Linked DNA regions of Rattus norvegicus: all the other regions are linked to region 3. A link is a contact called in public Hi-C data. All regions are on one chromosome and are shown on one strand. Each heading gives the region's core, a stretch centred on a gene start, on an enhancer-like site or on the middle of the called end of the contact. The rest is flanking DNA. Distances are from core to core; before and after follow the strand shown.

Region 1 (2,700 bases), core at 158-2,657, 300 kb after region 3:
TTTGTTGTTTCACCTCCATTGTTCTCTCTCATCCCCCTCCCACTTTTATTGAGCATTTGTGTGTGAGTGTGCATGGTGTGTGTGTGTGTGTGTGTGTGTGTGTGTGTGTGTGTGTGTGTTAGGGTTGGCTAGAAGTGTGGATGAAGGTTTGTTTACAGGAGTCTGGGTACCTTACCAGTTGCTACAACATAGAAGACAATTCCTCTCCCATCAACCATTAACTGTGTGAATCCTCTGGGGAGCGGCAGGGCGGAGGCTTGGTTTTGTAAGACAGGGTCTCATGTAAGTTTTTGTTGTTGTTTTGGTCTTTCAAGACAGGGTTTCTCTGTGTAGCCCTGGCTGTCCTAGGACTCACTTTATAGACCAGGCTGGCCTTGAACTCAGAGATCCTCCTGCCTCTGCCTCCCAAGTGCTTGTATGTAAGTCTTGAAGTCTTGCTTTGACAGTCTCTCCATGGATTGAGTCCTTTATTTCTGTCTTTGAGGCAATCCATCCTCATATTCTTTGTCTTATTGGATAGGAGCACCTTGCTCCAAAACTTCTGTTGTTTCAGAGAATTAGAGTCTTAATAAAAAAAAAAAAAAAAAAAAAAAAAAAAAAAGACCCTCTCAGGCTGGACAGGTGGCTCAGTGGTTAAGAGTAATGACTGCTCTTCCAGAGGTCCTGAGTTCAATTCCCAGCAAGCACATGGTGGTTCACAGCCATCTGTACTGAGATCTGGGGGTCATCTTCTGGTGTGTCTGAAGACAGCTACAGTGTACTTATATGTAATAAGTAAATAAATCTTTAAAAAAAACAAAAGGCCCTATCAACTTTCCCTATTTTATGACCAAAAAAAAACAAAAAACAAAAATATATTGACAGAAAAAAAAATATTGAAAGTTATGTGATGAGGCTAAAGTCCAGGGGGAAAGGCAAGGCAAGGCCAGGCCAGGCCAAGCTCTGAGGTGGGACTGTGAGCTTCGCTAGTGGGCGAGCCCAAGAGCTTACTGATGTCCATGGCCACACACAGATGCAGTGAAGCAAATTAGTTTGCCAGGTGGTGGCACACGCCTTTAATCCCAGCACTCAGGAGGCAGAGGCAGGTGGATCCCGTGAGTTGAAGGCCAGCCTGGTATACAGAGTGAGTTCCAGGCCAATCTGGGCTACAGAGTGAGTTCCAGGATAGTCAGGGCTACACAGAGAAACCCCATCTGAAAAAAACCAAAAGAATAATAACTTATTATTATTTACTATTATTTATATTATTACTGTTGTTAATATTATTACAAGTGTGTGGGACCATCAAAAAGAAATTGTGTCAAACTTGCCATCCTAGGATTTTATACAGATATTTAAAGGGCAAGACCTTCAAGTCAGCTATAATTGGGAAAAGCAGCAGCCAGGTAACAGAGTCAAGCACCCCATAACCAGCCAGGCCTACTCTTATGCTTCTCATCTAGGGACTGGCTAAATATACTGCTTTATTTTTAACAGTTGAAATATTTCTAAGAGTATTTTTAGAGACTATTAATTGAATGGAGTTTTAAAGTGGGAATGGGACGTTCTGTGGTGCAGTGGGAAGGACAGTGGGTTGAAAACCCTGAGCTCGCATTCCAGAGCTGACCCTGCTCATGTGACCTTGGGGCAGAGCAAGCGAGCTTTTCTCGGGTTGTTTTTCCTACTGGTTCTTGTTGTAGCAGCGCCCTCTTGTGGTCCATATCTTTAACTACCACCACCACCACCATCACCACCACCTCACCCACAAGTCAATTTTGGATTTATTTTTTGGGTCTCTCTAGTGTCATATTTCATACTGTTAAGCCAGTAGAGTTGTGTTCTCACAGACAAATCTTAGTTAGAAGGCAAAGGCAGGTTAGAGCAGACAACTGGACACCAAACTCTTAAACTATTCTCTGCGGTTTCTTCCAAAGCCCGACGGGAACAAATTGCAGTTATAAAAATGAAAATACCTTTGTGTCTCATTCCTTCTACTTCCTCCTAGGGATCCTGGGAAACGGCGTGCCAGGGCCTCCTCGTGTCCTAGCAGCTCAGACCTGAGCAGACAGGAAACCAGAACAGGTGAGTGTGCTCCTTGGCCTTCTGCATTCTTCGGATCCTCATGCTGTAAAGCCAGCGTTACTTGTTTTTCAAAGACAATGTTACTTGGAAGTCAGGGGTCGAGTCAAGGCGAGTCTAGAGTGCCAGGCTGCTGTGTCCTTATTGACAATTCTCTGTTTAACAACTCTGGGAACTGGATCCAGCTTGCTCAGAAACCAACATTCGTTTTCTAAGTTTTCATTTTTTTTATATATATTTTTTTATTATTATTAACTTGAGTATTTCTTATATACATTTCGAATGTTATTCCCTTTCCCGGTTTCCGGGCAAACATCCCCCTCCCCCCTAAGTTTTCATTTTTCACTGCAGTCTTAACCAGTCCCCAATTCTGATACCTTTGACGTGGACAGAAACTCACAGAAATTATAACTTGAAAGTTTCTGGGGGCAGGGGGCAGACTTGGTATCAGTGTAATTCGAAACTAAAGTTCAAAATCATTGCTCGCGTAAATGAAAATATAATACTATATTATGAAAGCCCTTTAGGGACTTTACTATGCCCGGGGAAATATACAATAATACAGACCAATGACTAGAAATGGTGCAAAGTAAGGCAAAGAAAAGGGAGCCAATGGGCGTTTGTAGCGAGTTAATACAAGCA
Region 2 (2,700 bases), core at 9-2,508, 450 kb after region 3:
ATTTGTGTCCCTCCACACCTGGACAGTGTCTCCCTCCTTTAGGACACTGGAGTCCAAGGGAAGCTTCTGAGACCTTCCAATTTCTCTGACACACTCGGAAAGTCAGTCTAGGTTGGCAGCGAGGAGTGCACACACATATGTCTCTAGTACTTGGAGATGATCATCAAACCGTACAGCTCACTGAAACGCTACGATTCTGCTTATAAAATGCCTTGAAGGTAGTACATGATAAGCACTCAGTGAAAATTGTGTGTGTGTGTGTGTGTGTGTGTTTATGTCTGTGAGTGTGTATGTCCGTGAGTGTGTGTGTAGATGTGTGTGTATGTGTGTATTTGGAGTGGGGGAGATGTTGGGGTGTAGTTCAGTATTAGAACCCTTGCATTTATGAGGCCCTGGGCTGAATCCCTAGTGTAAACATACACACACACACACACACACACACACACACACACACACACACGCTCACAACTTTCTGTAACTCTAATTCCAGGAGATCTGCTGCCCTCTTCTGCCCTCCTCAGGTACCAGGGATGCTTGTGGTGTACACACATTCATACAGGCAAACACTCATACACACAAATCAATCTTAAGAAACAACCACCTGGGCTGGAGAGATGGCTCAGTGGTTAAGAGCACTTACTGCTCTTCCAGAGGCCCTGAGTTCAATTCCCAGCAACCACATGTTGGCTCACAACCATCTGTAATGAGATCCAATGCCCTCTTCTGATGTGTCTGAAGACAGCTACAGTGTACTTATATATAATAAATAAATCTTAAAAAACCCCAACTATGATTGTACTCAAATATGCTATAGATAAAACACTTTATCGGCAGCTACAGTGCTAATAACATACTATCATACAATTTTAACTCTTAGTCACAATCTTGGTTTATTTTTATTGTTTTCCTTTAACTCACTGAAAACGAGAACATTTTCTACTTAAAAACAAACAAACAAACAAAAAACCCTCTTAGTGCCAGAATAGTGTCAGACACAAAAAAGGATTTTTAAGAACTTTTAAGTATCTTTAAAAGCTACTCATGCGATGACTGGATGAAGGGGGTGATGCTGCAGGGCTCAGAGAAATCCAACATCCCCACTGCTAAGTTCTCGAGGACAGGAAGACAGGCAGGCACCCTCCAGTGTCCTTACCCCGGTCAATACAAGCATTGCATCTGACAGGCCACAGTAAGGCAGCAGCATGCCTCAGGAGGTCACACGCTTGCTGCCAAGCCTGCCAACCTGCGCTTCACCTCTGTGACCACAGGACGGAGACAGCTGGCTCCTGCCAAGTGTCTTCTGACTCCCACATGTGGGCCATGGCATAAGAGCATACGCACGCTCACACATACAGTAAATAGATGACTTTTTAAAGTTCTTGTTAAAAAGTAGATTATTATTTACTCAACATTTGAATCTTTGTAAGTTTCCTTACTTTCCGAACTCAAAGACGCCATCAAAGACGATTGCAGATGGAATTAGCAAATGTTTGTCTTTTATTTTATCTTATTTTTATTTTAGACATTGTCTTCCTGGCCTGGAGCTCAGTATGTAAATCAGGCTGGCCCCCATTTTACAGTCATCTGCCTGCTTTAGCCATTCAGACTCTGAGGTTACAGGCATACACCAGGACACCCAGTTTAGCACCTCTCTATCTGAGTAATTACTACTATGAATAATGAAAGTATACTTAGTAATAACTCATTTCTTAGTACAAAGGCCAAACAAACTTCTAATTTGGATTCAAACTTTTTTTCTAGAAAATGAAGTTTTCTGTGTTAGATTGAAAAGGAAACAAAAGGGCTAGCTGAACCAACAGACTCGACCAGCCATGTACGATGTGCTAGACTTCAGTGAAGGTTGATACACTGTGGTCCTTCTCTGCACACATACACAGCTTTCCATCCACACACTCTCTAGATTACAAATGGTAGTTATACTGTATTGTCTGGGAAATGACAAGAGTGCATGTGTTTAGGACAGACACAGATTCCCCCTCACCAAATGATTGCTTTTTGTTTTTTAAAACACAGTCTCATGAAGCCCCAGCTAGCTTCAAGTCACAAGTAGCCAAGAAGACCAAGTCTAGTTCTCCTTCCCATGCCTTCCAAGGATGGGAGTACAGGTATACCCTGCCAAGCCATGCATGTCAAGCAAACACTACCAGCCACCCCAGCCCGGCCCCAGACCAGTCCCAGCCCGGCCCCAGCCCTGAGTACCTTTGATGGTCTGGTAGTTAACCATGTTGATATGGAACCGGACCCGAAGGGAAAAGCAGGTTTGGAAACAGAATAAATGCAATGTGCTGACAGTTGTGACGTGTAGCACAGCTCAGAGACTGTACTTTTCTCTGACATGGTCTTTTGCCAACACCATCACTCCTTTCATCCTGCAATGGACTTTTAGTGTACATACCATGGATATCAAAACTCTGAATACTAACTGCTATGTGAAAGTTAATAAACTGTCAGTTACGAGTCCGAAACTAGTCTGTGCTGACTGGTACAAGTGTAGTAGAACTCAGGTTGAGAGCTGGTGCAGGTAATGTCAGTGCTTGGTGGCAGAGGCAGAGGTGGCAGGAGGATCAAGAGTTTAAGGCCCTCCCCAGTAACACAGGGAATTTGGGGTGGGGATGTAGAGAAAACAATCTCAAATTTTAGTGTAGACACCCAGTCATGTATGTTCCTAAAGTCACTGTA
Region 3 (2,700 bases), core at 116-2,615:
AAGTTTCTTGCCCTGATGGAGCGTGGCCGCCCAGGTCCGCTCCCTACCTCCTTTCCCTCCTCCCCGCACAGTCCTCCTCTAGTCCTCCGGTCACCTGCGCGCCGAAGGCTGCGTCCCGGAGCGCCTTCGCTCTCCCTCCCCTCTGTCCTTCCAATTTTACTCGATTGTTTATTATTTGCTGGGGGCGGGGGCGAAGGGGAGAGAGAGGGGCGTCTGGAGCCCGGAGACTAGCGGCGGCGGCCAGTCAGCGCTCGGCGTGGCTTGACGAGGAAGCCGCGCAGCGAATGGCGACGCGGCGCAGGGCTCCGGGGTCACGCGCGTGTAGAGACAATGACATCATCTGTTTGTACCCGTCGAACTAGCTTGGTGCAGGGGCGGGGCCCCACGTCACTTGAGTGACGGGCCGCGCGTAAAGCCTGGAGGCCGGAGTTTCGGGGTGGGCGGCCCCTGCAGGCTCTTCTAGGCTGACTGTTTTGGGGTATAGGGTTGTCGCGGAGCCCAGACTTTAGCTGCAGTGACTGAGAGGGTTTTGTTTTGAAAGATACCTATGAATCAAAATGGGGAGATTTTTGGTTATGCATGTCGCATGTGGCGCAGGAAAGCACACCCGTACGGCCTAGTGGCACGGATCCTGGGGTAAGGGAATGTGAAGGCGCCAGTTGAAGTCTAAAGACTTGAAAAAGTCAAGCACGTAGCCGGCTGCTTTATCCTAAGAAAACTGTTGCCCGCTTCCAGTTAGGTATCTGCTGCTTCTGCGTTTAGACTGGGGCGCACTGCACTTTTCCTCCTGAGCTACGCTTTTCCGGTTTGCCTTCAAATCCGTGAAAAAGCGAAGCACGACTGTCGCTGGGCGTCCCAGGTGAGGGTCCAGTCCACACCTTTTGGTGCCTGATGAAAGGCACCGCTATCTTCGCCGGCCAGTGTTTCCACGCCAAGGTAACCCCTGTCACCTGCGGCTGGCGTCTTATCTCGGGTGTTACCTGGTGTCAGGTTCTAATGAGGAACCCAATACTGGGGCGGGCTCCGACCCCACGCACCCACGGGCAGGCCGGGGACCCAAGAGGCAAACGCAGGGCCCGAGGCAGAGAGGGCGCGCGGCGGCGCCCAGCGGTGTGCTCCGACTTGGCCTCCCGTCCCGGGCCAGCGTGGGCTGCTGCGATTCCAGAGTGTGTGACCCGGGCACCGAGGGCTGCCGGAGCCCGGCCGAGTCCCGACCCGCGCGCCCGACCCCCACTCCCGCAGCCCCGCGCAGGCGCGAGTGCGCACACACGCGCACTCCCACACGCACGCACAGCAGCACTCCCGGCCCCCGCCCCAGCCCTCCCCCTGGGCGGGGACCCGCCCCGCCGTCAGCCTAGGTTGAGGCTCCCTGCGAGTGTCTATAACTTTGTGCTGCTGCCGCGGCCGCCCTGCTCGTGGAAGGGAGGAGGAGGAATGTGGAAGGCGGCGGCGCAGCACAGGCTGACAGGCGGTTCCTCCGGCGGGCTGCGGCGGCGGCCCGAGCGTCCCCTCGTCGCGGTGCCCTGGGCTCGCGCGGAATCGTACGCCCTCCCGCCTCGTCCCTGAAGGGAAGGAGCCGAGGTAGGCGCTGGAGCTGTGCAGCGGGGCGGCCGCCTTTCCAGTGACTCCGGATCTGTTTCCGAGCTGGGCCAGGCGCTTCCCTTTCCCTCCCCGTGACTCGGTGTGCTCTCCCCCTTCTCTCCCGCTAGTGTCTTTAAAGGACTTGAGGGAAGGGGGGAACTGTCAAGATGGCAGCAGCGGGAGCAAGGAGGTGATGAACGTGCTGGTCCGGGTTTTCTTGCAGTCCGAGAGATTTGGCGCTTCCCGACCTGTTGGAAGATTTATGTTCCCACTTGCTTCCTCCTTCCCGTTTCTGACCTGGAAGGGGGCGGAGGGCCCCACGTCCCCGCGAAAATACACCTCAGATCTTCTTAGCGGGTCCTGCGGGGTCGGTCCTCTCTCGTTGGAAGTCACCCTGGCAGGTCTGCACCCAGACCCCACGCTCGCCCTGCTGGTCCGCGGGTGGAGAGGAAAAGACGGGAGTTGCCTGCGCCAGCCCTAGGGGGCCACTGGTCTGGGAGGGGTGTGCAGCGGGGGGAGGAGGAGGCTCGCAGGGCCGGGGAACCGGAGAAGAGCCCAGGACTCTGCTGACTTCGGCTGCGCCTCCGCGGGAGGCACTTGAGCGGGCGGGAGCCAAACGTAAACAAACGCACGCACGCCCTCCGACCACTGCTGTGCTGTTGGGGTCGGGAGGCCGCCCACTCTCTCAGGCGCGCGGCCACCCTTCCCCCGGGGCACCCCTCCCCCCTCCGCCCCGCCACCCAGCCCGGGAGAGACCTGCCGTTCTGGCGACGGCAGCGGGGGAGGGGGCTGCCCCGCGCGCGGCCGTCGATTCGCTCGCGTCTCCGGGGCGGCCTGTCCAGGGGGCGGCGTCTGCTGCGCCAGGTTCGCGGGACGCACGTCCCCAGGTCTATCCGTTCTAGGTGGCGGCCGCGGGCGAGGAGTCTCCGTGGACTAGGCTCCTGCACGGGATAACCAACTCTCTCTTCGCGCTTCCCTAGGTAGCTGGAGCTCGAGCCTTCGCGGCGCCCTGTCCCTCCCCCGCCGCACCCAGCCTGGGCGCGAGAGGAGAGAGCAAGAGCCCAAGCCGCGGGCGGCGGGCAGGCAGCGAAGATGGCAGAGGCACCAGCCTCCCCGGTC
Region 4 (2,700 bases), core at 169-2,668, 260 kb after region 3:
ATAACGAAACATTTAGGAAAGTCTAACTCTCCACAAAGGGTCAGATAGACAGCTGTATTTATAAACAGCCACCAAGAGACCCCAGTGGACGTGTATTTTATCACATCTCAGAAAGTATGAGATCGAAATACTAGTGTGGTTTCTATGCAACAGGCAATGTCCTTTTGCACAACTAAGTCTCGTGACTAGTAAGTCACGGGACTTCATGGGCTAGATCCTGTTCCCAGTGGAAAAAAATATCTTCATCAACGATTGAGTTTCCTTTGTCTGTAATGTGGGAAATCTTGTTAAGCACTTGGAAAACCTTTCTCTCTCTATGTTCCAGGTGCCGTTTCTCATCCAATGTGCAAATCGGTGCAAAATAGATACAATTTAATTATTCTTTACAAGACACTTGGCACCACGGGATGTGGCATTTTTCCAGTGTTGACAACACTTGCTCTGATAATCCCTGTATTTATATACCGTAGTGTAAATCTAGAGCTTGTATTTCCCAAGTGTTACCCAATGATCCAGTGTAGGAGCAAACAGAATTTGAACTAGAAACACATACAAAGAAATACATAGAAATACATTCCCCCATTGGGCTTTAGTGATACAGTGAGAACACACAGCGACTAGCCATAGCAACCGGAGACTTAAATCGCTCCTACCTGATTTGACCTTGGGTCTCTAGTTGCTCTGTTGTGGGCTCGCTCTACAAACTGTTGAGCGCTGCCCCAAGGCAAGGAGTTAATAATATCCAAGAGGTTAGCATTCATTGCTACATTCATAGCCCTTAACATTTATTTTTGCTACAACCCAAGACTCAGCTACTCACACACAGGGTAACCCCCTCTTCCTTATGCATAACGGATGAGATGCTAAGGAACCGGTTCCAGGCGGAGGCTGACATCCACAATCAGTAACCGACTCTTTCCCAAAACACTTAGTTGTTCCTCTGCCTGTTGTTTAACAGAATCTAGGAGATCCCACGGGGAGAAGCTAACGCAAAAGAAGACTCCCCTCCACCGACCCTTGCCTTTCCTCGGTGCGTACGCTCCTGCCTGCGCTCCTCACCGGCCTTCGTCACGCCTAGACGCTGCTACGCGTGCGTGGTTGGCGGGATCGGCGCAGGCTCAGTGGCGGAGAGTGGAGCAGGGTCGCCCCGCCCCGCCCCTCCTCCTGCTCCCTGCATCCGGGCCAGAGCGGGAAAGCAGTCTGCTCTCTGCCGGGCTCTGAGTGTCTAGCGCTAGTCACAGACGTTTTGAGTGAGCCCGGAGTCCCCTTACCCAGCACCTACTCCAGCTCACTTCGCATCGCTCCGCGGCGCCCCGGATCTGGAGGCTGACCGCCCGACCTGCAGCGAAAGGTGGTTTGTGTACGGTTACCATGGAGACGTTAGCCAGCAGGGCCAAGGCAGTGCGCGGGAGGGCGGGAGGGCAAGGTGAGGATGCTGAGGCGCTCTGCCCTGACCTGGACCGGTGGAGAAGCCGGCTTTGCGGGGAGTGGGAGAGCAGCTGTGCGCGCGGGAGGTGAGGAGTCCCCTGCAGGTTCACCAGGGACCCCTCCTGCAGTTGTTTTCTTCTCTGTCCCCGGACAGGGTCGAGCGGTACTGCTGCAGACTCTGGGGTTCGCACAGGTGTCAGCTTCTGTAACAGCGAGCCTTTAGTCTGGTATTTATCAGGAGCTCAGTAACACTGGTTGAATGAGAGACTGGTAGACTAAGGGACTTTGTGGAGGCGGGCGACCTAGCGCCAAGGTCACACAGAACAAACTAGGATTTTCCTAGGTAACAAACGAGTCCTCAATAAAGTGTATGTGGAACAATATTAATTCACCGTATTGTACAGAATGCCTCTTATGACCCACGTCGTGAGTATTACAGTAGTTTCTTCTGTCCTGACATTATAGTCTTTTCATTTGGTAGAAAATAAGTCACACTATTTGTATCCCATTCTTGTGAATCCCTAAGGTTCTGAGTAATAGTGTGCGTAGATTGGGGATAACTGACATCCAGATAAAAAACGCTGTGTTTTTTTTTTTAATCAAGGATAGCATTCTCTAGTTGAAAATTTTACATTTATGGTATACATGAAAACATTGAACAAATATTGTCTTTAGTGATTTCTCTTGTTGGTCCATATTTTCATTCATAGGAAGATCTTTCTCTATCACCCAACACTTGGACAGTAATTCTTAGTACTTTAAGGGCTAGCATTTTGTGCTAGGACATTTGGACCATTTCGTGCAAGGCTGAAAACTGCCCTAAGAGTCAGTCATTGTGGGGTTGGAGATTTAACTCAGTGGTAAGGCCCTGGGTTCGGTCCCCAGTTCCAGAAAAAAAGAAAAAAAAAAAAAGAGTCAGTCTTTGTCCATACTTTTTACACAAGAGAACACATGCATAGGGATGTCCAATGGCCTTCAAGGTCACAGAGCTGCAGCTCCTCAGGGGACTTAACACTTGCTCTGAGCACTTTCCTTGCAACTGTTTGTATGCTCATTTAACCCCAGAGTAATTCGGTCACAGAAAGGGTTCTGAGTGCTTGGTTTGCTGGGAAAAGTGTGCACCTGCAGACCCTGATGTTGGCAATGTTGACGGGCAATGTTGTCTTTACCATAAAAGAGGTAGCTCGTGGCTGTTGGTAGCAGCAGTAAAGACAGAGGTTTTTTTTAAAGATGTATTTATTCTCGTTTTATGTGTGTGAATGTTTGCCTGTA

Evidence for each region. A called contact is a pair of places that touch in the nucleus more often than the background predicts.
Region 1: a Hi-C map of kidney shows a contact between it and region 3, with 4 times the contacts expected there. The contact joins the enhancer-like site here to the promoter of Foxo3 in region 3. A contact is called at or near these places in 9 of 12 Hi-C or Micro-C datasets (the A7r5 cell line, the Rat2 cell line, Schwann cells and 5 more) and 1 of 1 datasets of contacts at active chromatin or transcription factors (oligodendrocytes).
Region 2: a contact with region 3 is called in a Hi-C map of liver, with 4 times the contacts expected there. The contact joins the enhancer-like site here to the promoter of Foxo3 in region 3. A contact is called at or near these places in 9 of 12 Hi-C or Micro-C datasets (the A7r5 cell line, the Rat2 cell line, frontal cortex and 5 more) and 1 of 1 datasets of contacts at active chromatin or transcription factors (oligodendrocytes).
Region 4: a Hi-C map of prefrontal cortex shows a contact between it and region 3, with 1.8 times the contacts expected there. The contact joins the promoter of Armc2 here to the promoter of Foxo3 in region 3. A contact is called at or near these places in 10 of 12 Hi-C or Micro-C datasets (the A7r5 cell line, the Rat2 cell line, Schwann cells and 6 more) and 1 of 1 datasets of contacts at active chromatin or transcription factors (oligodendrocytes).

Annotation. Positions count from the first base shown.
Region 1 is chr20:47,046,273-47,048,972 of GRCr8, reverse strand. Armc2 (armadillo repeat containing 2) reads left to right here. Exons shown (of 18, transcript XM_574794.5): 6 at 1,985-2,061. Among named protein-coding and RNA genes, the nearest start is that of Armc2, 36 kb to the left of the region's middle. Within about 2 kb of position 1,407, at least 4 of the 93 cell types and tissues checked have an H3K27ac peak or open chromatin away from gene starts, as enhancers often do. A contact at or near this core is called in kidney, where this site is marked.
Region 2 is chr20:46,891,214-46,893,913 of GRCr8, reverse strand. It overlaps a transcript of Sesn1 not described here. Among named protein-coding and RNA genes, the nearest start is that of Cep57l1, 16 kb to the right of the region's middle. Within about 2 kb of position 1,258, at least 15 of the 93 cell types and tissues checked have an H3K27ac peak or open chromatin away from gene starts, as enhancers often do. A contact at or near this core is called in hepatocytes and liver, where this site is marked.
Region 3 is chr20:47,345,510-47,348,209 of GRCr8, reverse strand. Foxo3 (forkhead box O3) reads left to right here and starts at 1,365. Exons shown (of 4, transcript NM_001106395.1): 1 at 1,365-1,581; 2 at 2,562-2,700. The coding sequence starts at 2,674.
Region 4 is chr20:47,082,606-47,085,305 of GRCr8, reverse strand. Armc2 (armadillo repeat containing 2) reads left to right here and starts at 1,418. Exons shown (of 18, transcript XM_574794.5): 1 at 1,418-1,514. The coding sequence starts at 1,433. It overlaps LOC103694446 (a long non-coding RNA gene), which reads right to left and starts at 1,352. Exons shown (of 2, transcript XR_597445.4): 1 at 1-1,352.